3 separate regions of the Mus musculus genome follow, and regions 2 and 3 are each linked to region 1. Evidence: chromatin contacts called from public promoter capture Hi-C data. All regions are on one chromosome and are shown on one strand. The core of a region is the stretch at or near the end of the contact, and the rest is flanking DNA. Distances in the headings are between cores, read along the strand shown.

Region 1 (4,300 bases), core at 1,213-3,712:
AATAACAAACCTGAAGGCTATTCTCTGTCCTCCGTTTAGCGGCCCGGCCTACTGTCCCTAGGTGGCTGCTCTACCCGGAGCACTCCCTTAGTTAAATTCCACTTTGCATAACTTAATCTTTCTTAAGTCCTTCTAGCAGGTTGTCCACGACCGCGGCTTCTCATTCCCAGGGTCCCCTGTTGGTGGCAATGGCTCTGTCTTTCCAGTGCTTGGGGAGCAAGAGGCGAGAAGCTCCGAGGAGCCTGGGGAAATTGGAGACCTGGTCTCAGAAAACAAAGGAAATTAGAAACAAAGGCTGGGGCTTAAGGCCTCACTTGGTATGTGTAAAACCTGGGGTCCACACCCAGCACCCGATAAACAAACAAACTTGTCATCCCGGCAGGCACTCAGGAGGGTGAAGTAGGGGGATCAGGAGTTCAAGGTCATCCTTGGCTACAAAGTGAGTTTCAGGCCAGCCTGGGCTACGTGAGACCCTGTCTCCAAAATAACAATGAGGTAAAAGTCAGGCTCTGTCCAGAAGCTGGTAGCTTCTCAGGAACTGCCAAGTAGCTTTTCGCAGAAGCCCAGATCTTCATTTCCCAACTGGCTGAATTAGGGTGAAGTTGGGGTCACTTGGGAGAGGAAGGCACTCCATATGCAGATCCCTCCCAGAGCCTGGGGCTGGGTTCCTGAGTGGCCGCCTTCAGCCCCAGCCCTTCAGCCCCAGCCCCTCGTCCAGAAGTACGGGCCTTTGAGACGCCCTGTGAGGGTGTGTTGTGTATTTACAACTTAAGCTAAAGCTCAAGTGCAAGTCCCTTAGAGGTCTTCAGTGACTCTCAGTGTCACCCCAGCTTGGGGGCTGGGAGGAAACAGCTGACTTCCTGAGGCGGGGGGGGGGGGGGGGCCCTCAGGGCAACTGAGAACTTACAGGACAGGATTGGGCAAGAATGTATCTGACACCCCAGATCATCTTAACCTTGGGGGGGGGGGTGTCTGCCCGTGGGGCGTGAGCTCCCTTGGACCCAGATCCCCGGGAGGGCTCCTGTCTCGCGGATGGCTTACTCCAGGGTTCAGAAAAAGAGGATTGAAGGGATTAGAGTCCAGGCGAGGGCGTGGACAGGCAGCTGAGCTGAGGAATGTCCTGAGTCACTCCTGTGACACGGGGAGGGCAAAGGGCCCAGTGCTGGGCTGAGAGCTGTGGGGGCTGGACAAGGCCATAGGTGAAGTTGCAGGAGGAACTGTTGGGCCTTCAGCTTCTCACTTAGGCCCCTAAGACCTGTGGCTTCTTTGATGTAGGCAGGGACCTCTGAGGACAATAGTAACTATTTATATGTCTCTTGCCACCTTGCTTTCCTGACACAGGGTTCACTGTAGCCTTGGCTGACCTGGAACTTGCTTACCAGACCAGGCTGCCCTCTAGGCTCCAAGGGCTGGGGCTAAGAGTGTGACCACTAGGCCCATCTCCATCTTGGTTTTGAGGCAGGTTCTCTCTCTGACCACGAGTACTTGGGTGACCTGACTTAGCTGCAGGGATGCTCCAGCCTCGGAATCGCAGGTTCTGGAATTACAAGAGCATCCTTGTGCACCAGATTGCGTGGGTGCTTCGATTGGGACATAGTCCTGTGTTTTCATGGCAATGGCTTTCTCACCAAGCCCTCTTATCACCCCCTCAAATCAACTTCACAGGAATCAATATCTACAGGTGACAAGATAGGGCCTGGTGTCATTGACCTATCTATCACCCTAGTACCTAGGAGTCTAAGGCAGGATTGCTGAGTTCTAAGACCGGCTGAACTGTAAAATTGGGGGTCGAGGGGGGGGGGAGAAGCTACATCTGGGGTTCGGGACTCAATGGGTTGAGAGCCCTCACTTGCATGCTGCAGGTTCTGGGTTCCATCCCTACACCTCATGGCAGCACACTTTTGCCATTCCATAGTTTAGGTTAGCCTGAGCTACAGGAGGCAACCTCTGATAAAGAAAATAGAAATGGAAGGGATGTGGGGATTGGCCGACACCGAGATCCCAGCACTCAGTAGGCTGAGGCTGGCGGTCCAGGGGTTCAAGGTCATCCTCTGCTATATAAACAGTCCAAGGCTAGCCTGGGTTACATGAGATTCTGTTTCCAGTAGAAAAAGGAGACTCCTGTACTTTCAAAGGGGCTCTTTAAGGGGATGACTTTGACACGCTTTCTATTCCCAGAGGTTCCCCAAAGCGCCCTGGCACCCTGCTCCGCTGCAGGCAACCTCGCGGATAACTGTCCACAGCCCTCCAACGCGTCGTCCGCGAGAACGCGGCTCCCGTTTCTCCCGCGTCCCTATCACTGGGCATGCGCAGTTGCTGATAACAACAAACTCGTAAGCCCAGCCCCGCCCAAGCCGTCCCTTCATTCAGGCTTCCCATTGGCTGCAGGGGCCTCGCGTCTTAGCGCAGGCGCATCTGACCAATAAGAGACGTCAGTGGGCGTGCCCGAGGGCGGGCAAGCCATACTCGGCCTCGCGCGTCCATTGGTCGGCTGCGTGAGGGGAGGAGCCGCTGGCTCCGGCCGCCGAGATGAGCTGGGGCCGTCTGAGCCGCTTACTTAAGCCAGCACTGCTGTGCGGGGCTCTGGCTGCGCCTGGTCTGGCAGGCACCATGGTGGGCTACTGGGAACTTGGAGGATCGCGGGTGGGGGCGGGGTTCGGAGTCGGGTCACCGTATCCAGGGTGGAGATCAGGGGTCGTGGGATCGGTTAGCTAGAGAAGGGGGCACCCAGGTGGGAAAGCGGAGCCTGATAGGCATCTCCGGGGTTGAACAAGGCTAGGCCTCGGCGCGGGAGGTCCTTGGGCGGTGAGAACCGGTGTCGGGGTCACCATAGCGGGCTCTGACCTGGTCACGCGCCCTGCCCGGCCTGGTGCGTCACAGTCGGCGGCGCCTTGGCTACCGGCTCTTTGTCCCCGCGCTGTGCTTGGGACGCACAGACCGGCGGGCATGGGCCGCGCGGCCGCCCGCAAGCGGGGACGCTGCAGACAGCGCGGCGGATCCCCGAGAGGCCGGCGACGCCGTGGACCTGGACGCCAAAGTCCTAGGAAACGCCCGGGCCCTCGGCGAAGGAAAGCGCGCGCGCGCCGCCGCAGGAGGGCGCGCCCTCGCCGGATGGAGCCCATTCCTGAACCTTTCAACCCGGGGCCTCTGCTGCAAGAGCCTCCCCAGTACTGCAACAGCTCCGAGTTCCTGGGCTTGGTGTGCGGCCAGGGATACCCCTGCCGTCCTCTTCCCTGGTAGCATATTCTAGGGGTGTCCACAGATCTTATCAGGACGACCTGAAAGGGGCGTACTTAATGGAAGGAACCTTGAGACTCCTCCACCTAGTGCCCCAGGACTTTCTTTCTTTGGCACCGGATTCTTCTCCCCTAGGGGACCTGGGTTAGGACACTCAGTTTTCCTGTTTTACAGTGTGCATCCCGCGATGATTGGCGCTGTGCGCGCTCCATGCACGAATTCTCAGCCAAGGACATCGACGGGCACATGGTCTGCCTGGATAAGTACAGGTGGGTTTCTAGTCATATGGGCGGTGTGCATGGCTGGTCTGAAAATGGGGATTTCCTGACTGGCTTCATTCCCACTCTTTCTCTCTCCCAGGGGTTTCGTGTGCATCGTCACCAACGTGGCCTCGCAATGAGGCAAAACTGACGTAAACTACACTCAGCTAGTCGATCTGCATGCCCGATATGCTGAGTGTGGTTTACGAATCCTGGCCTTCCCCTGCAACCAGTTTGGGAGGCAGGTGTGTGGCTGTTCCCCAGGCAATGCCCCTCATACGGGGTGGGGGTGGGGGGCTGTGTCAGTGTGTGTGTGTGTCTCAGTGTACAGTGTAGTGTATCTTCCAAGTAAATGTTGCTTCCTGCAGGAGCCAGGAAGTAATCAAGAAATCAAGGAGTTTGCAGCCGGCTACAACGTCAAGTTTGACATGTACAGCAAGATCTGTGTAAATGGGGACGATGCCCACCCACTGTGGAAATGGATGAAAGTCCAGCCCAAGGGCAGGGGCATGCTGGGAAAGTGAGTGGCCCTGGGGGAGGGAGGGGACAGATGGCTCTGGACCTGGGTGGGGAGCAGGTGCCAAATTTTTAGGTTTTTTTTTTTTCCTTGTTTTTTTTGGGGGGGGGTGTGTGTGTTTCATTGTGTAGCTCTAGTTTGGGTCAGAACTCAGAGATCTGCCTGCCCTGCTAAAGTGCTGGGATTAAAGGTGTGCACCACCTGGCTGAGCCTCAAAGATGACTTTAGTTGTATTTTATGTGTATGGGTGTTTTGTCTGAGTGTATTTATGTGTACCACGTAGGTA
Region 2 (3,978 bases), core at 1,089-3,588, 1.1 Mb after region 1:
ACCAGGGCCGAGTTTATAAACAGCATCAGCACCATGACTTCTGGAGATTCAGCTTGGGGTGTGATGTGGAGTGACAACCCAAACACAGAGAGAGAAGTGGCTGTACTTAGCTGTGACACTAGCCTAGGCTCTTTAGAAAGCTGAGATGCCCAACACAGGGGCAAAGGACGAAGGCTTGGCCCCAAGCCTGCTGCAGGCACCATTCACCCACAGGATGATGGAGCATGGTCCATTCATCCACAAACACCACAATCTCGCTTCCTGGAAACCCCAGGATGCCTCAAAAGACAGAATCTCTGGCCTGTTGGGACAGATTGGAGGAAAGCTACCAGAAAAGTGGAGGTATTGCTATCATTCTTAAAACACTGTGAGGGGCCATGACAGGAGTCCTCTGGACCATTTCAGAGTTTCAAAGAAGAGTCAAGTTCACCTAACTAAGGTGGAGGTGGAGGTCTAGGGGGCAGAGAGTCAAGTAGAGGTCATCAGCTTTTATTTAAAGAATCTAGACCGCAAAGAAGCAATCGCAGCCCTTCTCACTGAGGGGGGATGAAGGTACAGAGTCTTTGGCCTCACCCCAATGTTCTAGGATGGTACAAGGGGGACTTCAAGGAGTAAAACTGTGTTCCAGCCGGGCGTGGTGGCCCACACCTTTAATCCTAGCACTTGGGAGGCAGAGGCAGGCGATTTTCTGAATTCAAGGCCAGCCTGGTCTACAGAGTGAGTTCCAGGACAGCCAGGGCTACACAGAGAAACTCTTTCTCAAAAAAACCAAATAAAAAACAAAAAAAACTCCTGCGTTCCAGATCATAGTTTACATATCTCCATCTCAAAGTTCTGTTTCCCAAGAGAAAACCACTATGTAAATGGTGTAGATTTGGGGTGAGTAAATGGTGAGAAAGAGGGGTACACTTTTTTTTTTTTTTTTTTTTTGGTTTTTCAGGACAGGGCTTCTCTGTGTAGCCCTGGCTGTCCTGGAACTCACTCTGTAGATCAGGCTGGCCTTAAACTCAGAAATCCGCCTGCCTCTGCCTCCCGAGCACTGGGATTAAAGGCGTACGCCACCACGCCCAGCTGCACTTTTTTTTTTAAATGATTTTTTGAAACAGGATTTCTCTGTGGAGCCCTGGCTGTCCAGGAACTCACTTTGTAGACCATGTTGGCTTTAAACTCACAGAGATTTGCCTCCCTCTGTCTCCAGACCCCTGGGATTAAAGGTGTGCCACCATGCCTGGTGAGGACGACACCTTTTAATCAGATCCTCTAGAATAACCCTAAGGGTCCCAGTGGGGAGGGAAGGACCATGTCACAAGGCAGGCAGAAAAACGGGGGGGGGGGGGGCAAGTCTGAATCTTATGGGTGGGAAGATGCTTGAGGGGGACTGAGGAACTCCAATAACTCTGGAGGGACAAGTGTGCTGGAACCTTGACAGGGAGACAGAGCAGAACTGGATGTAGGCTAAGCCAAGCTGTACTTCAAGAGGGTTTAATGGGGACTCAAGTCAGGTCAGAGCCCTGGTACCTTAATGCAGAAATGGGGGAACAAGTCTAAACAATGTTCCCCTGGACTCAGTCAAGGTGTCCTGTGAGGATCAATCTGAGGAACACATAACAAGGAGGTGGTGGGTCCAGTATGCCAGGCAGCAGAGAAACTCTACAAGGCGATTCACAGGTTAGAGATGGGTTAGAGTGAGACAGGATCACTGGAGGCTGAAGTGAAGAGGTACCCCAGAGCTGACAAGTGGGGAGCGGGACTCGAGGGCTGAGTCTCTAAAATGAACTTGGGCACTTATAGTTGGCCTGAGTCTGGAGTCAGAAGGTGTCAGTCTGAGCCCCGAGAATCAGAGGACTTGTGGCAATCCCTGTAGACCTTCCCCATGCAGGCCTGTGGGGGAGGAAAGAGGGGGGGCACCCGGACCTGAGTCCTACTCGTTGCCTTGGAAACCTGATGGCGAAGTCACTTTGCATTCCTTCGGCTTCCCAGACCACAGAAGGACCCCCAGTTATGTCCCAACAGAGCTAACCCAAAGGAGAGGACAGTGCCTGCACCGGGAAAGCTGTGTAGCCACACTGTGGGAACCCCTGCTAGGGTCAGTAGAGAAGTGACAGTAGACGGCGGGGACACCCCAGGAGGGAGCTGGCGACCCCGCCCCCGGTCTCCCCGCCCCCCGCCCGCAGGTTCAGCCCGCGTCCCAGTCGCACCCTCGCCGCCCGCGCCGCCACACCCCGCCCTCCCAGCTCCCTGCGAGGAGCGGTCCGTACTCCGCCACCCGCCTGTCCCGGCCGGAGCCACTCTCGCTCACTCACTTTGGCCTCCACCAGCTCTGCCGCCATCTTGGCCACTAGCGTCCCCCGCGCCGGGAGGCCCCAGCCGTCGCGTCACGTGAGGGCCCTCGACTAAAGGGCGGAGCCTGCGCGAGAGCCAGTAAAAGCGAGTGCTGGCTCCTTCCTCCACGCCCCCGCGTCTGAGAGGCGGGAGGATGCATCACGCGCACGCGCCTACAGGAACCCCGCCCGAGGATCTGACCAATCACAACGGACAATTGCCAAATCCCGCCCCCCACGGTTATTTTTCAAGGCGCTGGCCGCTACCACGCCCACTCTGGGGAGGAGTCTGCTGCTTAAAGAAATAGCAGCACTTCCCGCCGCCTCATTTCTCTTGCTTTAGAGAACCGCTAAATTTTTGTGTTTATTTAGTGTGTACATATGTGAAAGTCACAAAACAGTCTAGGAAATTAGGTTTTCTCCTTCCACTGTGTAGGTAGCAGGGATGAACCAGCTAGTGCCTGAACCATATACCCTTTGCCCTGCTCCCTCTCTTACTGGCCCCACCTTTTCTGTAGAGTACAGGCCGAACCCCCTGCCTCGTTTTCAAATTGGCTTGCGGTGGCAACAGTTGTGGGTTTTTAAAAATTGTTTTTGTTTTTTGAGACAGGTTCACCATGTAGCCCTGGCTCTGTGGAACTCGCTTTGTAGACCAGACTGGCCTCAAACTCACTGAAATCCTCCTGCCCCTGCTTCCGGAGAACTGAGATTAAAGATGAACATAACCAAGCCCTGCGTAGCCTTGCTTCTTTAGGGCACAGAAGCCCCTCTAGCTGCATTTTTCCTTCTTTATTTGTTGGCTCAAGGCTACGCCCACTTTTCTGTGGTCTGTTTTATTTATATACTGGGGGAGACACGCAATTTTTGATCGTCCAAAGACAATCTAAGGGGTTTGTATATTTCCACAATATGGATTCAGGGAATCGAACTCAGGTCATCAGGTTTAGAGACTAACGCGAATAGGTGTGGGTGCGCGCGTTCCAAGCCCCCTAGGTGGACATCAGAGGACAATTTGCTGGAATTGCTTTCTCCTTTAACCAGGTGTCACAAAATGAGTTCTGTGGATCGAACTCCTAATAGACTTCTGGGCGATCACCATTTCAGGGGCCCTCCTTGGCTTTCTAACTACCCACAAGCCCCACCCAACCCCCAAATTTTCGAAGCTTGCACTGGGGCCACGCTCACTTCTAGCCCCGCTCTGGGTTTTTAAGCGAGAACGGCACCGCCCCTTGCTTCCGTTTCATTGGGAGGACTGGACCGCGCCCACGTGGGGAGGGTGGTCTTAAAGGTGTATGTGCTTCCTGCTCTGGTGCATTTTATGGCTCATGTTTACGGTTGCATTTTGATGAAGAGAAGGGTTGGGGATGAACAGAATGCGGCCGGGCAGGTGTCCCTGTTCCCTTCGAGCGGCAGCTGGCAGGTGTAGGGCTCGCATGGCCCTGTAGTGATGGGGTGTGAGCCTAGTCGGCCCTGTGCAGTGCACATCTGGGTCGTCTTGCGTGTGTGTGTGTGTGTGTGTGTGTGTGTGTGTGGTGTGTGTGTGTGTGTGTGTGTGGTGTGTGTGTGTGTGTGTGTGTGTGTGTGTGTGTGGTGGGGTGTGAGCCCAGTTGGCCCGGTGCAGTGCACATCCGGGTCGTCTTTCGTGTGTGTGTGTGTG
Region 3 (4,091 bases), core at 1,273-3,772, 1.3 Mb after region 1:
GCAGGGCCCAAGCAAAGGTCCTTGGGCAGGACTGAGGAGACCGTGCAGGAGCCAAGAGACCAAGGGCAGGGCTGTGGGCTGCAGGGGACTGTGAGCAAGCGCATGCAAATGTGCATATTTGGGGGTATGTGTCTAGGGTCCCCTGGAACTTGAAATGGAAACCACAGAGGCAGTTTCAGGAGACACTGCGGCACTCCCCAGGGACCAGCAGCTGGACCTTTCTCTCCTGTCCTTCATTCACCCTCTGTTCCCTAGCTCTGAGCTGTGCTGTGGGGCCTGCATCAGCTTCTACCACTGGGTGATGACAGCAGTGACAGGCGGCGTGGGTGTGGCCGCGGCTCTGGCTCTCTGCAGCCTCCTCATCTGGCCCATCCGCATTCGCAACCGTGGGTCTCCATTACTAGGACTTGGGTGGGGGCGGGGTGCAACCTGGGACCCGCCCTTCCCAACGCCACTCCACTCCTTATTACAGGGGACCCGCGAGACCGGCCTTGACCTCTGGCTCCCCAGGGCGACGTTATGAAGGACCAGGCAGACACCCTGCCCCCTCCCCAACCTGCTCAGGATCAGAGGGCACGGCCTGCGGGTGGGTGTACCCGGCCAAGCTTGCTGAGTGAGCCCTAGGGGCCCGTTGTGCCTCGCCCCACTTTTGACAGGGATGCACCAGCCTACCGGGAGGCTGTAGGGGACACATGCCCGGGCTGCACGTGGGAGAGATCACCTGGCTTACGGGGACACGGACACACGGGTCGGTAGCACGGCTTTATCAGAGCGCGGGTGTGAAAGCCGGAGGAGGCTGGCCGATGGCCGGGCAGGGCCGCTGCAGGCCCCGCTGTCTGAAGTCCTGCGCGGTGAAGCGCGGCCGCTGTGGCAGCGACAGGAGCGGCACATAGTCGGACCGCCAGGGCAGCTTTGCCCCGAACTGGTTCCTGGTGACCACTGCGGACAGGACCGGACGAGCTCTGCAGCTGCGGGGCCGGGGGTGGGGGGGGGGCTCCCAAATCCTTATGCTGACCGAGCCCACCAGGCCACGCCCATCCTGCGCTCCCGCACCTCTGCCCATTGCTGGCCTAGCCCTCCTTATTTTTTCGTTTTTTTTTTTTTTTAATATTGTTTTCTTTTGACACTAGCTAGCCCAGGCTGCCTCCGGGACCAAAAATCCCCCTATCTCTGCCTCCGAGAGTGGAGTGACCCACGTGCAGTACTACCCCCGGCCCCCTCCTGTCCGCATCCCCTCAGCTCACCGAACTCCTTGCCACGGATTTGCCTGTCCCTCCACTGCATGCACCCCCAGCGCGGGCCTGAGTTGAGATACTGCGCGGTTATCGCGGGGTCCCAGAAGGCCATCTCCCGCAAGTGCTGTGTGTAGGCTGCGGGGAGGCACGGAAGGGAGGGTGTCAGTTTGAGACCCACGGGTGTGCACGACCGGAGGTGGGATACTCACCGGGCGGCAGGCCACGCTGGCGACTCTGAAAGCAGCCGTGCCAACGCGTGTGGGCCTCGCGGTACGGAGTGTCAAGAGCACGGGGCAGCTTGTACCAGGCATCACCAGGTTCTGAGTTGGTCAGGCCGGTGAACCACACCTGGCCGGCCGCATCCCGTCCCATGGGCGTGAATTTCCAGCGCACGGCTTGTTTGATGGCCGGCGCCCAACGGGGCCCCTCCAGGGACACGTAGTCATTGCTGAGGGAGGGTGGGGACTGAGCCAGGGCGTCCTGCTGGTCCCAGCCAGCTTTCCTGTCCCAACTCTTTGCCAAGGTGCTGGGTGAGAGTCATCCCCTTCTACCCATCTCCTCTGTGCACTTTCCCACCTGCAGTCTATATCTTGTAGCCGAGAATGGCCCTGTTTGAGGCAGTTGTCAGTGTTGACCTGGCAGCAATCCTGCCTCAGCCTTGAGCCACTTATGGCTGTTGGGGGAAGGAGGGACCAAGGGTGTGCCTAGCCTGTAACTCCCCACAGATGGTGCATGCATGGGAGGCCATGCAGGCTGCAGGAGTGGGGCTTGCAAGGGACCCACGTGAGGTGGCCTGTCATCAGCACCATGGAAGGCCCAAGTGTGAGCAGACCTATGAAATGGGACTTTTCTGCTAGGTGTGGGTGGCGACACTAAGTGTGCCAAGGCAGGAGGATCTCTGTGGGCTTATGAACAGCTCGGGATACACACAAGAATCTAAAAAGGGAGGGCATTCAGGCACATGGCTGCCACTGCAGCACCTGTAGACAGGAGAATCAATAGACCCCTCTGCTTGGGAGTATGAGTGGCAGCACCTGTCTGCTTGGGAGTGGGTGTGTGCAAATGCCTAACTTACAACCCTTGCATACCTCCATCCCAGCCACCTGAGCTGCTGGTAGGGGTAGGGGATCTGGGGTCTGGGTGAAGAAAGGGACCAAGGGCAGGAACCCACCGGTAGAGATGGTCGGGGAAGTAGAGTTCAAGGGTGCCTGAGGGAACAGAGGGCCGAGTAGCCTCCCGCCTCACGTTTTCCATGTCTGGCCCTGCCTGCCCAGAGGCTCTAGTCACCAAGGCCCTGGGGCCATTGTTGACAGGGACAAAGGTATCCCAGCAACAGGGAAGCGGGCAGCCACAGTCTAAGACCTCAGCTTACTTCCTGGTGCGGGGCTGGGACCCAAAGTGTTCCCTCCCCCCTCCCTGCCCCACAGCGGGAGGTCATGCCCTCTAGAGCGTGGGTCTCCACCCCATCTCTGTCCTCAAGACACATCCAAGTAAGGGCACAGTGACAAAGGCCACAAAGTATGGGCCATGATCTAGAGATCCACAGAAGGAAGTGGATACCTAAGTCTTGGGTTGGGGAGAATGCTCTGGGATCACTGGTGGCATCGCTGAACATGCAGAGCCCAGGGCCTGCTCATTCTGCTAGTGCATCCTGTGTATCTCATGACAATAAACAGCAACAACCAATCTCATAGCTCAGTCAACCCTTTACAGTCTGTATAGGCGGCGCTCCACTTGGGTTCCTGTTTTCTCACCAGACATCACCTCCCCCTCTCTGGTCACCAACATGCTAAGCTTGCTCCAGTCAGGGTCCTGGCCAACTTACCCAGGACACTGCTGTGGGGTGGGAGCCCAAGCCACAGGCCCTCCCTGCTTGCAGTTCTGGCTCTGTAGGCTTTGGTCCTTACTCTCTGACTCACCTGCACCCTGACCTGTATACCAGCCCTTCCCATTCATGGCCTTCACAGTCACAGCTGGCTGCTCTGTCCAGGGCAGGTGCCTTCTGAACCACACACACCAAGAAGGTCAGCCAGGAATCAGAAGGCAGGCTGCACCTACCCCTGCATATGGAACACGCCCAGCAGGATTTCCACCAACAGGAGGTCACAAGGGCCTGTGACACTAGTGCACATCTAAAGGCATTTTGCTTTTGGGTACAGATGTCAACAGCAGCAGGTGGCCCTGAACCTTAAACTCCTGTTAAGTGCAGAACCCACTTAGCTCACAAGGCTATGACTCCCACAGGCCTGCAGGCAGCCAACCCCATAGTGACTGTGTCCCAGGGGCTTCTCCAGCCATCAGCAGTTTTGGGGCAAGGCAACAAAACACAGGAGACCGACCCCAAGGTGTCACAAATACATATATACACACGTGCACACACCATAGGCCACAGCCACCACACTGGGAATCCCCAGGCAAGGGGCAGTGGAGATGGGGTATGAAGACAGGGAGGCCCAGGAAGCTTAGAGGCAGCCAGGAAGAGGCAGACAAGGCAGCTGGCTAGGGACAGGGTGAGCTGACACCCACGGGGAGGGGTTACAGAAGGCGCACACACAGACAAAGGGTGGCAATGCAATCAGAGTCAACGCAGTTAAGAGTGTCACAGGGTGAGAGGCCCAGGTCCCTGCCAGTGCCTCCCAGGGTCTTCTGGTTTGGAGTGGCAGCAGAGAGGGGCACAACGGCTCAGGTCCCCAGGTGACACTGGGTTTGGGGATTTCATGGGATCTCAGCCTCCTGCTCAGCTGTGTCCAATATGGCTTGGGCAGTGGTAACAGGTGGCAAGTGTCCATCTGGCTGAGGGTCCCCATGTCCCCGTCCCAGACACTGGCTCCACAGCTCACAATGAGGCATTTAATG

What was found. Promoter capture Hi-C pulls out the DNA fragments that hold promoters and counts their contacts. Capture Hi-C pulls out chosen DNA fragments and counts their contacts.
Region 2: a contact with region 1 is called in a promoter capture Hi-C map of adipose tissue, with 3 times the contacts expected there. The contact joins the promoter of Pias4 here to the promoter of Gpx4 in region 1. A contact is called at or near these places in 1 of 39 promoter capture datasets (cranial neural crest) and 2 of 9 other capture datasets (adipose tissue and liver).
Region 3: a contact with region 1 is called in a promoter capture Hi-C map of liver, with 5 times the contacts expected there. The contact joins the promoter of 4930404N11Rik here to the promoter of Gpx4 in region 1. A contact is called at or near these places in 2 of 39 promoter capture datasets (liver and neutrophils), 2 of 115 datasets of contacts at active chromatin or transcription factors (microglia and pancreatic cancer cells) and 1 of 9 other capture datasets (liver).

What each region holds. Positions count from the first base shown.
Region 1 is chr10:80,051,103-80,055,402 of GRCm38.p6, forward strand. It overlaps Gpx4 (glutathione peroxidase 4), which reads left to right and starts at 2,463. Exons shown (of 7, transcript NM_008162.4): 1 at 2,463-2,613; 2 at 3,412-3,506; 3 at 3,598-3,742; 4 at 3,866-4,017. The coding sequence starts at 2,530.
Region 2 is chr10:81,165,382-81,169,359 of GRCm38.p6, forward strand. Pias4 (protein inhibitor of activated STAT 4) reads right to left here and starts at 2,339. Exons shown (of 11, transcript NM_021501.4): 1 at 2,304-2,339. The coding sequence starts at 2,330.
Region 3 is chr10:81,363,298-81,367,388 of GRCm38.p6, forward strand. 4930404N11Rik (RIKEN cDNA 4930404N11 gene) reads right to left here and starts at 2,523. Exons shown (of 4, transcript NM_001014836.3): 1 at 2,407-2,523; 2 at 1,445-1,683; 3 at 1,245-1,370; 4 at 727-939. The coding sequence starts at 2,489. The coding sequence ends at 767. Mfsd12 (major facilitator superfamily domain containing 12) reads left to right here. Exons shown (of 10, transcript NM_028657.4): 9 at 256-386; 10 at 473-2,928. The coding sequence ends at 495. It overlaps Fzr1 (fizzy and cell division cycle 20 related 1), which reads right to left. Exons shown (of 14, transcript NM_019757.1): 14 at 3,582-4,091.